Regions from separate parts of the Drosophila melanogaster genome. Here region 2 is linked to region 1. Evidence: chromatin contacts called from public Hi-C data. All regions are on one chromosome and are shown on one strand. The core of a region is the stretch at or near the end of the contact, and the rest is flanking DNA. Distances in the headings are between cores, read along the strand shown. Region 1 overlaps gish (gilgamesh). Region 2 holds the start of CG14882.

What was found. Hi-C and Micro-C count contacts between places; a contact is called where the count stands out from the background.
Region 2: a contact with region 1 is called in a Hi-C map of the Kc167 cell line, with 5 times the contacts expected there. A contact is called at or near these places in 16 of 107 Hi-C or Micro-C datasets (the Clone 8 cell line, the Kc167 cell line, the PNm cell line and 8 more).

What each region holds. Positions count from the first base shown.
Region 1 is chr3R:16,281,909-16,289,588 of dm6, forward strand. All of the region lies in intron 2 of gish (gilgamesh), which reads left to right. Among named protein-coding and RNA genes, the nearest start is that of gish, 13 kb to the left of the region's middle.
Region 2 is chr3R:16,439,058-16,446,737 of dm6, forward strand. CG14882 reads left to right here and starts at 4,150. Exons shown (of 2, transcript NM_001275708.1): 1 at 4,150-4,320; 2 at 4,371-5,953. The coding sequence starts at 4,231. The coding sequence ends at 5,645. It overlaps Ttc1 (Tetratricopeptide repeat domain 1), which reads right to left and starts at 3,950. Exons shown (of 2, transcript NM_001275707.1): 1 at 3,346-3,950; 2 at 2,786-3,291. The coding sequence starts at 3,860. The coding sequence ends at 3,015. It overlaps ema (endosomal maturation defective), which reads right to left and starts at 2,604. Exons shown (of 11, transcript NM_142285.2): 1 at 2,156-2,604; 2 at 1,963-2,102; 3 at 1,751-1,899; 4 at 1,551-1,693; 5 at 1,408-1,494; 6 at 556-1,346; 7 at 184-300; 8 at 1-116. The coding sequence starts at 2,361. It overlaps Pak3 (Pak3,), which reads right to left. Exons shown (of 2, transcript NM_169719.3): 2 at 5,950-7,680.

The DNA.
Region 1 (7,680 bases), core at 1,978-4,477:
CATTTTCCAGTTGGGATTTAATAATAGTACGAAAAGAGCAAACACAAATATAGTTGTAATTAAAATTATGATACCGAAATGTGTAGAGTGTAAAGAGAAGAAAGCAGAAAAATGATTGAAAAATATGGTTGCAAAGCCAAATAAAAATAAAGTTTATTTGTTAATTTTCAAGCCAACCAGATGTGCAATAAAAGTGCTAAAATTGTGAAAAATCCAAGCCAAGCTGCCAACTAAACAATTATAACGAAGGCAATAAAAATTAAAACACGTTCTCAAACGCAACAGCATTAAATCAACAGCAGCGGCAACAAATACAACAAACACAACAACGAAGAGTGAACGGCCTCAAAGTCAACAACAGCTGCTTACAGTTTGACAGCCATTGGGCGTCGGCGATCCCCCGCGACGCTCTGCTTCTTCGTCTTTCACGGGATTCCATGCATGAGGCCCTTCTCGCCATCTCGTTCCCACTGAAAGTACCGTTCCACGGAGTCCACCGGGTTAGTTTTCATATATTTTATTTTTTTTTATTACTTTTTCGTTTGTTGCTGACTCTGCCAAACATCGTCCACTTGTGTTAAACACATGTTAAGGGCTCAGTTTCGAATGACATGCAACAGAAGGGTTGTGGGAAACTATTTTAGATACACTGCAGCAGTGTGACCACAATCTTGTTTATTGCAGGAATTACTGTCAGTATCCAGAGTATTTTGAAAGTGGTGTGGCCTATTATAAGTACAGGACAACTAATTCTATGTTAATCAGATATTGCTTTCAGAAAACGTCGCTGAAACCGAAGAAAGCATAGACATAAATGTAACTTATTTTCCATATCAGTAAAAGAGAAGATTCAAACTGTTAGCTGCGTTACTTAATAATCAACTTTAACGCTTATGTTAGCAAATCAGTATTTGTTTATTCGCCATCCGTTTTAGCAAGTCCGTAAATGAATAAAATAAACAGCCATATTTGAAAAGCAATTATTTGCAAACTGAGATGAATATTTTCCACTCTGGTATAAGTTTGAATTTCCATTACTTAATTAATTCTAGATAAAGTTTATGTACGTAGCAAAAATATGTTAGATAACCTACGTTTCTTATTTTTTGAAGATACGCAGTCGATGAGAAAGTGAAAAAGTCTTTAACGCCAAACTTAGATGATGGTTATTATACAGGGCCGCACTGTATTGACTTTTCCCGGCCTTCGGTTCGGCAATCGACTGACAGACCTGCCGATTAAAGATAAATAAGAAAAAACGTGAAAATGTCATTGCTTAAATTGCATTGGCCACGACATTGAACTCGCCAAGAAGCTGCAAACATTGCAGCAAAAAAACAAAGAAAAAAAAAAAAACAAAATAAAAACCGAAGGAAACAAAACTTCTGTTGGCAACGCAAACGCACGTGAGGTTTTTCAATGTCAAAAAGCCACGCCCACGTCAATTCCCAAACGGCCCCCAAAGGCGGAAGGAAGGAATCAAGCGTAAATGACGTAGGGGGCTACACGGGTGAAGGAGAATAGCTGGGATTGGGGTTATCTCGGGGTCACTCTCACCCCTTCTAAATAATCCGAAAGGTTGAAGCATGCCGGAAGAAAACACTAGAAAGCAAATTACCGACAATTTCCATACGGTTGCGGCGTAGATAATAACCGTCAGATCATATAGTCAAATTATAGATAAGATTAAAGATTTTTTTTATTAAATGTTAACTATTGTTTTTGTGCCTCTACGTTAAAAATAGCTTGGGGTTTTTAAGCAATGCTTTAATAATAAATTAATAAACTTAATTTCCTTTAAACCAGAATGCTTCACATTTCCGCATCGCTAAGTGACAGAAAAATCACTTGCACTTGAGTAAATAACATTAAATGAGCTTAAGGTAAAATCATATGCGTTGCGTATATCGGAAAGAGGATCGCTTTAAGCCTTAAGCGAAATAATTGGGGAACGCCAGTTTTTTAAGCCAGTTCAATTGGGCGATTAATTTGAATTTGTACAAAAAGCGGGGTGTAAATTAATCTCACAAGAGATCAATCGCATATTACATCTTTTGTGCTATTATTCAACCCCAATATGTAGTTGAAACAGTTGGTTTGTTGGTAGCTTTTATGCTAACACAGAGAAAGTGGATACTATTTGACCTCTGTAGAACCCATTTGCATAGCTCTTGGCTTTTGTACGTGTTCCAGCTGAGGCTAAACTAATTAAAGCATTCGCCACAGAAGCTCACACACCGATACACGGTGCAGATGCCCCACAACCAGGATATGTGACTGCTGGATGGTGGGAGGGGGAGGTGGTGTGGTGTATTCGATTTCATATTCAATGTTAATCTAACATGCAAAGGTCAATCGGCCATTGAGGCGCCCCCATAAATACATACACACATCCACTCACATACACACAAACGTAACGGACATCATTGTGCAATTTCAGTTAGAGGCTGTGGCGTTGATAGACTACGTCGTCAATGGAATTGTTGTCTCTGCTTTGGATGTGGAAGTGGGATGGGTGACGTGCTAGCCCAGCCCTAAATTGAACGCCGCATGGGGGGTACATTGGCAAATAAATAATAAAACAAGAATTCTTATTTCGCCGAAGCTTGTATACCCTTGCAGTAATTATATATTTAAAACAATAAAAACAACAAAAACACTTTATGATCAAAACAACGTTCCGCCCCGTTCTGACTTATAAAATAAAGACTTCAAGAAGTTCGATGCAGATAGTAGTATACTAGTTTGCTTAGAAACGGCCGGACGGAAGGGGACGGACGAAGAGTCCTAGCTACATCTACTCTGCTCCCGCAACTAATCGAATCCAACAACTTAAGTGTTGGTAAACGTTAGTAACTATAACTATTGTCATAGACAGATAATTGGTTATGCCCATCAAAGACACAGAGCTATGACTTAAAGAATTAATTAATTCCGTATGCCGCCCACTGTGCAAGGTGCAGTGGCGCCTGCATCTCTCTTTATCCGTCACTATTTCCATCTCCTTCCAGTTTTTCCTGCCTCCCCATTTGGGCTGACCTCCCATTTTAAGATGTGCAGCGCCTACTTCCCACTCTCCTTTTACACACTTGTCACTCGTTCATTTCGACTCGCTATTGTCTGACGTCGCTGCTAATCAAGGCGCGCTTATCTAGCCAACTTTGGTGTGTATGTGTTTGGGGCTCTCGAGTGGTTTTGCTATGTGTGTGTGTGTGTGCAAGGCTCTCGCGCTCTCTTTGCTTATCAGTGTGATAGGTCATTTGGTGTGATGCATGAAGAGAAAGGCAGAGGGGAGACCCAGAAGAAGAAAGCGCCACTGTGCGCTCATTTATGCTTCGTGAATATATGCGAATGCAGCCATTGTATTTAGTTTTAGTTGTATGTATTTGTTGTGCTTCACACTGCCACTTTGCCTTTCAAAGCGTCAAATGCCAATGAAAATGGATATTGACATGTTACGCTATGTCGTTATGCTGGGCGTAATATCAATTCAATTACGACTTGATTGCCAACAACAAAAATCACATTAATAACAACAAGCTGAATCGCTTTGTACCATATTGTCAATTGAGCTGACTTATCCACATCGGCAATTAATGTACACTTCAAATATTATTTGATAAATGTTTCCGATGAAAGCAGTTAAATTGGCCACTGGCCAATAAAAAATTAGATGCTATTTTTTTTAAAACCGATCTCCAAAAACTGAAATATAAATCAAACAACGTTGAAACCCTAATTTGTATCTAAATATAAATAAAATATTCAAAGGGGCATATCCGTTTCAGATGTTTGTATGTTAGCCTTTCAATTGATTTGCATAATTGGAATTCAATTGCTCGTGCTGGAAATGTAATGAAATTGTTTGTTTTTATAAATAGAAATTATAGCAACAAATATATTGTAATGCACTTCAAGAGGAAAAAAGTGAAATACATACAAGCGACTCACAAATCTCCAGCTGATAAGTCACCCAACAAACACACAAGTAACAAGTATAGACACACGCACTTATCACTCGATTTTCCTTATCATTGTTTATTTTAAGCACCGTTTGTTTTCTTTGATTGCTTATGTAATTTCCCTCATTTTTAGTGAACACCTATGGGCCTTATGGGGCTTCCTGTATAAGTGTGTTTTCTGGGCTTTAATTAAATTTGCAATTATTTGAGTTAGTCACAGTTTAGAAATCACTGTGTCACCTTTTTTTCCAATCAATATTCCAATTAGGCAAAATTCTTTTGCGGTTTCACCTTGCTGTTTCTGGCAGGGATACACAGCAACAAAGGCAAACCTATTTTGAATACATTACATTATGTTAGTTAACTTTTCGAGCTAAAAAAAAACGTTGTTTAAATATTTTGATATTTTAAAATTCAAAAATTAAAATTAAACTTATAGAACATACAAATTAATTGCTCCCACTTTTTTTCTGTGTTCTGATTGTTGTTACTAATGTTGTGGATTCTAATTGGGATTTTCCGCTTTTTGCGGTTTTTACTATTGCCGTCATCAGCGCAAGTTCTCTGTTGTTCCTATTCGCTTTCCTCTGGTCTAATTCTCTCCTTTCCTCGCCCTTTCTTCTTATATTCGGATTTGTGTTCAATTTACACTTGATTTATTTATGAGCTACACACAGCTACAGATAAAATTGTCTTGCACACACACATCCCTTTCTGTGTGGTGGTGTTGATGAGTGAGTTTGGTCAACCCACCTTGTGCATAATTTTATTTATAGCGCTTGGTTTATTTTTAATTATCGATTTGGTTTTCCCTGCTTTCAAACGCAACAAACAAAATATAGAATATTAAGAACATGTGTGATCTTTTTTTATTTATTTATTTTCTCAACCATTTTTCTTAAAAACGGGCTTATTGTCATTTTATTACTCAGGAAACCCATCTGGTTTTGCAACAAGTGTTAATTTGTTGATGGGAATGTTATGTCACACTGTTTTCTTACAAAGAAATGCAAATTTTCGCTCCCAACTTTCATTAATGAAAATAAATTTTTTCAAACCGTTTTCTTTGGAGTCTTTAAAAACTCAGATAATTTGACCAATTCTAATAACTGATATGCCGTAAAACTACATTTTACAGTCTTGGATTAATTTTAAACCTGAATACATAATTTCAATAGTCGAGTGCTTACAGAGCTGTGCTTACTTTTTTTTAACCCATGGAAATTCGGTAACCTCGTGTAAAACCCCAGGTGCAATATACAGCAAAGAGCCTTTGTTACATTGTGATTCATGAAAAAACAGGCTATCTTTAAGAACAACCGGGAGCGACAAAATGCGAACCCGTTTTCATACCAGGCCAGAAGCAAAAGGCGTAGAAAGCTAAGAAACCAAACCGACACCAAAAGGTAATAAAAACAAAATTGAAAAAAAAAAAAAAAACAGTACGCGGAGTCCAACCAAATACAAATGGGTTTAACTGGGGAGCCAGAAACACCGAAGAAGTAGAGTCAAACGGAGATCGATCGGTGGACATTCAGGCATTTATACGTTAATTCCCGTCCATATGTACACAGAGAAACACAGATACTGGTGTGTGTATGAACCAGTTTTACCCCCAGGATATTAAGCCATAATACAGTCAAAGCAATAACAAGAAAAGCATGAAAAATAAGACTTGCCGAGGCAATGAAATACCCTAAGAAAGCCAACCAACTAGAAATACCAGACCAATTAGGTATTGATGGACGAGGTACGTTTTGTTTTGATTTTACAGGGAAAATGTAACATGAAAAACTACTGGATGTTTATAATTAAAATCTTTATTAACATAAGCATTCTTCTCGTCGATTTATTAAAGTATCTTTTCTTTAACTTGACCAAGTGAAACAACCGTTTGGTGAACGATTTTTGTGGTGTGCATTTAACAGCATTTAAAGAGGTTCTGTTATCTAGTTATGAGTTGATGGCGGGGGATTCCGAAGGAACTTGTAATCGGAGTAGAACTTGAACTTGTTTCTGATTCATTTCGTCGACTGCTCAATCGTCTTTGCTTTTTGCCCACAGCAATATACTCTTTAATTGTTATCGGCGGTTTTTAGTTTTTGTGATTTTTTTTACAGCCCCGAGTAACGGTACAACTATCATTTGTGTGTATGCTGTTTTGCCTTCTCGTTTGTCGTTGGCGAAAAAAAAACTAGTGGGTAGATAACATTTTCCGACTCCCGTTCGCAGCTGGCAAGCAATCGAAGACAAACGGGCGGGCAGACTGATATTAGATGAAAGTAGAAATTAAGGCAATGGTTAGGAAAAAGAGAGAGGGGGGGGGGGGTGAACCCGACCGCAAAACGAGTGGGAATACCTAATTATTTCCTGTTAATCGTCTTGGGCGGAACGGTAACCAAGATTCAGGCTTTCCTTTCCACCAGTTAACCAATTTAATACGGCCGTGTGCTATTCGGTATTGTATGTGATCAGCGTCATTAACTTAAATGCCGGCCAATCAGACGTTGTAACTTGAAATAAAAATAGTCTTCTATTTACTTTGATGATCCAGTGGCGCGATTAGTAATTGGTGTTTTTTTTTTTAATTTTCGTAACTATGTATTTTAAGCAAATAAAGTTTTATTAATTCGCAAATGCCCATTTTTTTTTTTTGAGATTTTGCATCTTAAAAATCATGAAGAATTGTGATAGCACCTAATTTTTCCTAATTTTATTTGCTTTTATTTTTTTGTCACATTGGCTTCATTTTCGGGTGACTCATTTGGTTTACATTCTTTGGTAAACGAGACCCGTATTTACAGAAGCCCACGTGCTACCTTTAACTTAATTAAGCAACTGCTGACTAGTTTACGTACCGATTAAACCGACGACTTTGAACTAAATTTTGCAACAATGAAAGGCATGGGAAAATATGAGATCTTACACAGGCCACACCCACCCGAGCTGCAACAAAGCAAAACCTTTTGTCTTAATCAAACATATTTCCCTTGTCTGGTGGCCATGAGTCACTCCACTACAATCCACTCGACTCGACTGGAGTCGATTCGAATTCTCTGCCCCAACTGCCCTGCTCTGCCCATGAGTGGTTACGCCTGAGCGAGCTCTCCTGGACATGTGGCCATAACCAGCAGCTAGGTCTCTATTCCCTCTTTCAAGCGTTTAGGTAAACAGAAACTCACCTGGCCTACACAAGTCGATTCAAATCGATTTTTGTTGCCTGTGCAGGGCCACTTGAAAATGCAAAAAGTTTCTGTGTCATTGTCCTGGGTTCTTTTTTTCTTACTGGGACAAGAATAAAAACTTATTTATGAGTCGATAGTAACGCCCACCTATAACAATAACACAATATCTGTTTCGGTCGGGCAGGTTTTTGAACTTTACTACCTTGATTTCCGTGTGTCAATAGTTTAGATCCTGTCTACCCGGGGTTTTTTGGTCGTTCAAAATTAAATGTTGCGCAAATATTTATACATACAAAAAACAAACATCAAGGAGGAAAAGTATGTATTAATATCGTAGCTCTAAGCAATCAATAACCATACTGTACCAAAGAATATAGCGAATTAAGTACGAATTTCTCGTCGTTATTGTTGGGCACACTAGTACTCAATTTGTGCCCGACTTTAAGAATATAGTGCTAAAAGACCCTTAAAGCCAACATCAGGTGGCTGTTGCGCCGAGTCTGCATCGCTGTAAAATGTTTATTTTTATTGCA
Region 2 (7,680 bases), core at 2,900-5,399, 160 kb after region 1:
GAAGAGCAGATCCTGTTGTGCGGCGGTTATGCAGCGCGAATCATCCGAGCTGGGACGGGTGAAAGTGACCAGTAACTCCAAGGCAATCTCCACGGTAATCAACCGAATGCGGGACGCTTTAGGGAATTCAAATGGAATTATTAAAGAGCTAATGATAACCGGAGTTCGAACAGTTGTACATACATGGCTGACTGGACTGGGTGATGATGTTTAACAGATGCTCAATCAAGGCTGTCTTATAACTGAAGGCGCCACGGGTTGATTTTGCAAGAACCTGCTCGAACCACTCATTCTTGATGCCTATATGGAAAGGTACATAAAGATATTTATTAAGGAGACTATGATAGATGCATACGATTGATTAGTACGGGCAGTGGACGAGTTACATACCATCTGAACGGATTGGGACATGTACCAGAATGTGACATTTTCATTACACACAAAGAAAGCAATTAGAATGAAGCAAAAATGGGGTGATCAGAGCAATGGAAAGTTACACAACATTAGCCAAAAAAAACGTCAAATTGAGTTAAGGGAAATATCCATGAATATTACCTCTATTGTGCGACATAGCATATATGAGGCACAGCGACAGCAGGGCAAGGTAATCGTTTTCGGTGCAGTCCAAAGCATGCAGGACCGTGTCTAAAAACGGTTTGGCCATCTCAGCAAAGTCAGCCTTCGTTGAGGAAGATGACTTCTGCAGCAGCTGCTTTTCCTCGTCAGTTATGTTGCGCAGTTTAATCTGCTCCGCTTCAACCGCATCTGCTTGAGAGTCCAGTTCTGTGGTGGCTGGGGATGAGGACTCCACGCCACTGTCCTCGCTAAGGGCATAGCTGGACGAGCTGGACTGACCGGTGACTGTATCCAAGGCCTGTTCGAGACTCTCGTCGGGCTCGCCGAAGCCAGGCACAACCACCTCGCGGTGCTCAACGTATGAATTAAGAATCTCGGCTGCACCCTCCTTAAAAACGCTGTGGTCACCATTGAGGATAACCCAGGCCAGAGCGTGCACCAGAGGGGCATGCGAAACCACCAGGAAGACCAATGAGAGCAGGAAAAGGGCCACGATGGAGCTCACTCGCGGATTGTGCATCTCCTGTATGTCGATGTCCACATTGCGATTAAGCACAGCAGCTAGATTCTGGGTAACCACTGCCAGTGAGGGCGGGGGCGGAGCTGGTGTAAGTGAGAATATGTACAGAGGCACGAATAGCTTATGCAGCAAGTGCTCGGTTAACACCGCGTTCAGATCCTTGATTTCCAGTAGAAGAATGTCACTCAAATAATGCAAATGATCCAGATGCTCGGCAACCAAATTGGACAGCTTTTGATTCGATTGATGGCTGCGGATGAATTAAGAAATCAATACTATAAAACGAGGGACTATATTACAATAACTCTTACTCTATATCTGTGCGAACACAAGTGTCTAGTTCAAGAATGTGTTTGCCGATAAACCAGACCAGATTACTGAAATATGGAGCAGCCGTTCTAGGGAGAAAAAAATAGTTTAATGGAGCTCATGGGACTGAAGGCAAAGGTCGTACTTGTCTCGAATAAAACGCAACATGCTTGGATTTTGAACCTTGTAGACATTTAAGGAAATGGTGCGCACTGCAATTCTCACCATTGACTCGGGATGATTAAAGAACTTAATAGCCTCTGTATACAAGGGAAAGTCATTTGTGTGCTGTAAGGAATATGTCACATTAAATGGATGTAAATATGTGTTTTAGGCAATGCAAACCTCATTGTAAAAGAAGTGTATTGTGTGAGTGTTTAACTTTAGACTTAGCGTCTTTAAAAAAAGTATATAATAGCCCATCACATCCTCGTCGGAGAAGTCAAACTTGTGCACCATGATAGAATTTACATGGTTGTTGCTCAACAGATAATCTGCAACGTCATAGGAATGATTACGTCTACTGTATTATAGAAACTGTTGAAAATTGTACTTACACAGGGACGTCTCGTTGCGTATGTTCTCAAAGAGGATGTTGAGAGTCTGAAGGAGCTGCACGCAGACGAAACTCGAGCCTCCACTCTTTTGTCGCATTATGTGCAGGAAATACGATAGCATATTCTTCTCCAAGAAGAAGCTGTTGCAAATAATTAGATTAAGGTTTATTACATTGAGATGCTTAATACTCACTCAAACACCAGCGAGTCATGCTGGTCGCCCCAAATCAGGATCTCTGCGATGCAGCGCAGCGACTCCACCAGCAGGCCACGATTACTTTCCGACACGGTGGTGTTCTTCTCCAGAATGCTGTACAGGTACTTAAGGTGCTCCAGCGACAAGCGGTTTTTGGGCCGCCCACCCCAGGGTCCGCCAAACCAGCTGCGACTCCGGAACATGTTGGCAACTAGGATGGAATCAACTGGCCACGATCCGCCTGACTGCTCTCATATCAGGGTAAGGAGGAGTGCGGGAGCGCTGTTCTCTTGGATCTTTGCATGCACTACTGCTCACGGTCACGCCACTGGGTTGGCCCACAATAAGGGGGCACCTAATGCCTGCGATTGCACGAATCTAATATTGTAATTTGCGAATGGCGATTTTTTCCAACAAATTGCTCTTCTTCTTCACGGGGAACACAAGTGTCACAGTCAGCTGTTGCTTCCGCCCATATTTATGGTTATCGGTATCGAAGTAACAGAGATGACAAGTGGCTATTTTGTTGTGATTGCATGAGAACTGCGACTGGTTCACGACTTTTAAAAACCTCTCAAAAGAACCGTTTGAATTTTGTAAAACCAGACAGTAAAATTTGGAACAAACCTCATATATTAATAGCATATCACACCATGCATTTTACATTAAATATAATTAATGGATTTTTTTGGTACCGTTTGTTATGAAAATGGGTTCACATTTGCATATTCTACAGAGGTGAAAATGTACGAGAACTGAATTTGATACGTTTTGCTACAGTTTGACTATTATTTTACACATCATCCACGAATACGGCTTTATTTGTTGATCTGCAGAGCATTAGCTAGCTAGGTTTTTATTTAAAGTTGATGGAATACGAGCCCGTGTTGGGATCCTGTTGCATTTGGAAATTCTGTGTAGACAGTCCGAACGGTTTGAGTATCATGTTGCCCAGGTCCTTTAAGCTGGACATCATCTCGTTTTTGAGCTTCTCGTTGCGCTCGTTTATAATTGGCGGCAGCCGAATCTGAGCCTCGCGAGCCTCCTGCTGACCGGGATCGATCTCAGTAACTTTTTTGTAGTCCTCCAGAGCCTCGTCGGGCTTGTCTTCTTGCTCATAGAGCTTGGCGCGCCTGTAAGATGTAATTAGACTTTAGAAATTTTAAGGGAGATATTAAAATAAAGACCTTAAAAGCACCCTCACATACTCCGGCCACAGTTCTATAGCCTTTGTGCAGTCGTCGATGGCCGCTTTGTTGGCCTCCAGCTTAATCTTGGCAGCAGCCCTGTTTCCGTAGAGAACTGCTCGCTCCTTGGAGCTGGCCGAGGGGCAAATGTCTAAGGCTTCTGTGTAGGTCTTGGCGGCGCCTTCGGCGTCGTCATTTTTGAACAACTCGTTGCCCTCAACTTTCAGCTTATCGGCCTTTTCTTTGTTAGCTGTCAGCTGCTCTGGGCTGAGATCCTTCTCCCGTTCGCGCAACTCCTCAATGGTTAGCTCAGAGTCCACTGTCGTTGGTGTCGCGATGGAATCTCCACCAGCCGCGCCCTGTTCCGCTTCGTCATCCAACGCCAGCTGGTTTTGCTTCTCCACGATCTCATCCACGTCCTTTTCGCTCTGCCGCGTGCTGGTGGCCTCTTTTTCGGTTATCTCCTCCCCGATCGCATCATGGAATTCGTCGTCACTGTTGGCGTTGCCTGCCATTCTTTTTAAAATTGATCCTTACCGAATTTACTGGAGATTTCGGTTTGTTGTTCAGCAACAAATAAAGCTCCTCATGCTAACGATAACTGTGCATATCGATAACACCGATGTCGTACAGTGTTGACAAAGGTAGGTTTCTGATTAGGTACCTTCCCAAGCTAAGAAATGTTAGGTACAGATAATTTTTAAAACAAATAATTTAAGGATAATCCTTAATGTTGTATTTGGCAAAGATGAAGACCAATTTAAAATAAACATTTAATCTTTTACAGCTTCCCTTGATAAGGGAAGCTGTAAATAAACTCTTTCCAACACTACCGCTTGTTAACGATTTGACTGCTGCCCATGCGAATTGGTAAATACGGGAAAAATGGACTTAGGAGCTTATAAATTGAGTGAATACATCCCCGCCAAGCCGCTGGTCGGTAATCTGGAGTTGTGTTTCACGGACGAAGAGCAGGTGAGTTAGGAGCTACCGTGAGAATAGCCTTTTCAAGCCTATCTTTGTAGAGACCCACCGAAACATGCGGCCAACTTAAATGCTGCGATATTTTAAAGTTCCCATTCGCCCGCCCTGATTTCCAGCCAAGTTCAGTGGAGATAAAGGAGAGCAAGGTGCTCGTGTCTGCTGATAAGGCTACAGAGACAAAACGCGTGGTGGAGCTGACTCTGGAGTCCACGTTCGATTACCAGCCCGGGGATACCATTGGAATTTTGCCTGCTAATAAACTCGAACAAGTGGAAAGTCTGCTCCATCGGCTGGAACTGTTAGACCAGGCCGACACCACTTGCCACTTAAAGTTGGTGTTCAACTGCGCCAATAAGAATGCTAAGCTACCCGCCCACATTCCAGCAACTACTACTCCCCGGGAGATCCTTACCCACTGCCTCTCCCTTAATTTTGTTCCGCAGAAGCAGCTCCTCAGCGCCCTGGCCGGATTTACAAGCGATGACAAAGAGCGTTGTTTCCTGTCCTGTCTGTCCTCTAAACAGGCCACCGAGTACTACCAATCGCTGATATTAGAGCAAGGCCTGCTTTTCATAGACATTCTTGAAGTGTGCGTCAACTGCAGGCCACCACTGGCATTCCTGGCAGAGCACTTGCCACGGCTGCTGCCGCGACCGTACTCCATTGCCAACAGTCCCTTGGAGGCTAGTAATCGCGAACTTCGCGTTATCTACTCGCTGCTCAGCCTCAAACCTGGAGTCACAACCAGCATGTTGGAGGCGGCTGCACAGCAAAGCAGTCCGGAGCATTCCAAAAAAGTAGTTATCTACCCACGAATGAGCAACCTATTCCGTTACACAGAGCGGGATGTGGGCAGAAACCAAATACTTATTGCTGTTGGCACAGGTCTGGCGCCTTTTCTTGGATTCTTAGCCCACAAGGAAGAGCTTATAAAACAGCAGCCGCAACAGCCAAGCGGGCAATCCTGGCTCTACATTGGTGCCAAGACCCCAGAAGCAGTTCTTAAGCGTGAAAAACTAATGGAGTGGCAGGAATCTTCGTTGCTCGAGCGCCTACGGATGTGTTACTCGCGAGGCGAATCCCCCAGCTACGTGCAACATATGTTGGAGGAGGACTGTGAGGATCTGGTCGAGTTCCTGATGAAGTCAGAGACTGTGTTGTACATTTGTGCCGATGGCGCCAAGATTTCGCAGTCCATTGCAGGTGTTTTAAGTCGTTGCTTGCAGAAGGCTATGCATCTCACTGAAGAAGAAGCTTCGCAGCTGTTAAAAAAACTGAGGAAGCAGGACAAATACCGCGAGGATGTTTGGCTGTAATGGACAAGTCTTAGGTGCAGTCAAAATAAAAGCTTCATTAATTAAGCCCTATAAATAAATACCTTAATATATTAGTCGTTTGTAACTCTTACAGAAAATTTGAATTTTTAGTGTGTTTGTTGTTTTTACGTACGGTTAAGGTCGTTTATTTTCATAATTGAAAATAAGTGTAGCAAAGGAACCACTTCCACTGCTCATTTGAGTAGCTAATGTATGCAAGTATTTGCACTCAGATGTTTGTAAATCAATTGCTATTATTTTAACTGCAGCCTCAATGTAAATAATTATAAAACAGAAAGCTTTGGTCGAATAAGTAAATAACGATATATTTAACAACACAAAATAAAAATTACAGTGCAAGGTAAACTAAATACATACAATTGTGAGGGCCATCTTCAATGATCGAAGTGGATGGGGACGACTACGTGTACTAAATGGATTTGGGTCTGTGTATAAAATTGACTTAAGTGGTAAATTGCAAAATATATCTAAATAATGGTAGAATATAGATTACGACTTAGGTTTCAAGCAAATTAAACGTGCACACATAAAACATAAAACGTATAGTAGGGTTTGCTCTTTGAATTTAACCGATTGGTAAAGCGCTAATGTATCGTTATTGTTTCTCCGCTTCTCTAAATATCTAGATCTTTTTATTTATTATACTGTTTACGTTTATTTTGGCAAGTCGTTTTGACCTTGCACAATAATATGCATTTTGTATTTTATCTACGTTTAAGTTTAATTGAAATAGAGCCAATTCTTTTAGTGTATACTAATATAATTACGAATCGATCAAAATTGATGTCAGCTTCTTCTTTCTCCTATTCGTCCCTTTACATTTGCAATAAAAGTTGCGTATAAAAAATTATGCTACTTTATGTTGTTCTTTGTTTGGTTTCAAGACTTAAGTTCCATTTTACATTTACGTTTTTAATTGCAAATTTTGCGTTCGTCTTAAATGCGTTTGCGAATATGTAATGTCGGGTATGTTTCGGTTTCCAAAAAGGCAATCTAACCCCGTTTCTACTGCCCCAAAATACTATCCGTTCGTTGCCTTGCCTAATACTCATTTAAGCTAAACTAAGAAAATCAAGTATATTTTCGATTAATAATTAAGCTCTTTAAAAATTATGAATGCATAATTGTAGGCCAAATATTGGGATTTCATTTCGTATATAAAATTTAACTATGAACCGATCTGCAGCAGCAGCAATCCATTTTCCCTATTAATATCAAAATTGCAAGTAAAATATAATCCCTATCGGTAAGTGTATATATAACAGATAAAAAAGCTAACACCGGCTGGCGAAAGATCCTTGAATGCACTCCTTTTTTCATTCGCCTTCGTTGTGTTTTCGTAAAATATCTGTAGTCTGGCGACTAGCCCACAGATATACTTTTCGAATAGAACTTGTGGTGGTGGGAAATAGCATAAAATATCGAACTGAGAGGATAATGGAAAAATAGGTAGTTTAAACCTTCTTCAATATATTCTCTTCGGCAATTGGCATTGCTTATGATTCCCGTTGGGAGTAGGTTTAGTGTACGTATACCACTTCTATATGATCTATATAGTCTTTCTAGGGACAATATTTCAATATTTCACTTTAGCTTTGACACACACATTACGGCGTTAAATAACATCTCTATTGTGATAGGGGCTTGTATAGAATTACAATTTTCTTTGTGCGTATGGCAAATATCTCCAAGGAAGGAACAAGGGAATCTACTTTAATCTGTTCTTTTGTGGCGTTTGGTTAGTCTTACGTTTGTACTAATTAAAATGGAATATCGAACATTTATCCCTCAATCCCGTCCACACTGCGAATATCAGCTAATATACATACAAGCTCTGTCTAGCTGGCTCTAATTAGTTATCTGTTGCATCGATATCTGTATTCTATGGGAAATGCATAAATTGTGGAGATAATCTTGCTGTGTGTCGCTTGCTGCTGCTAGCTCTAGTCCTAATGGCACTTGTTACACTCATTTCGACTTGCTATATCTATCGCCTTCGTTTTGTTTTGATTTT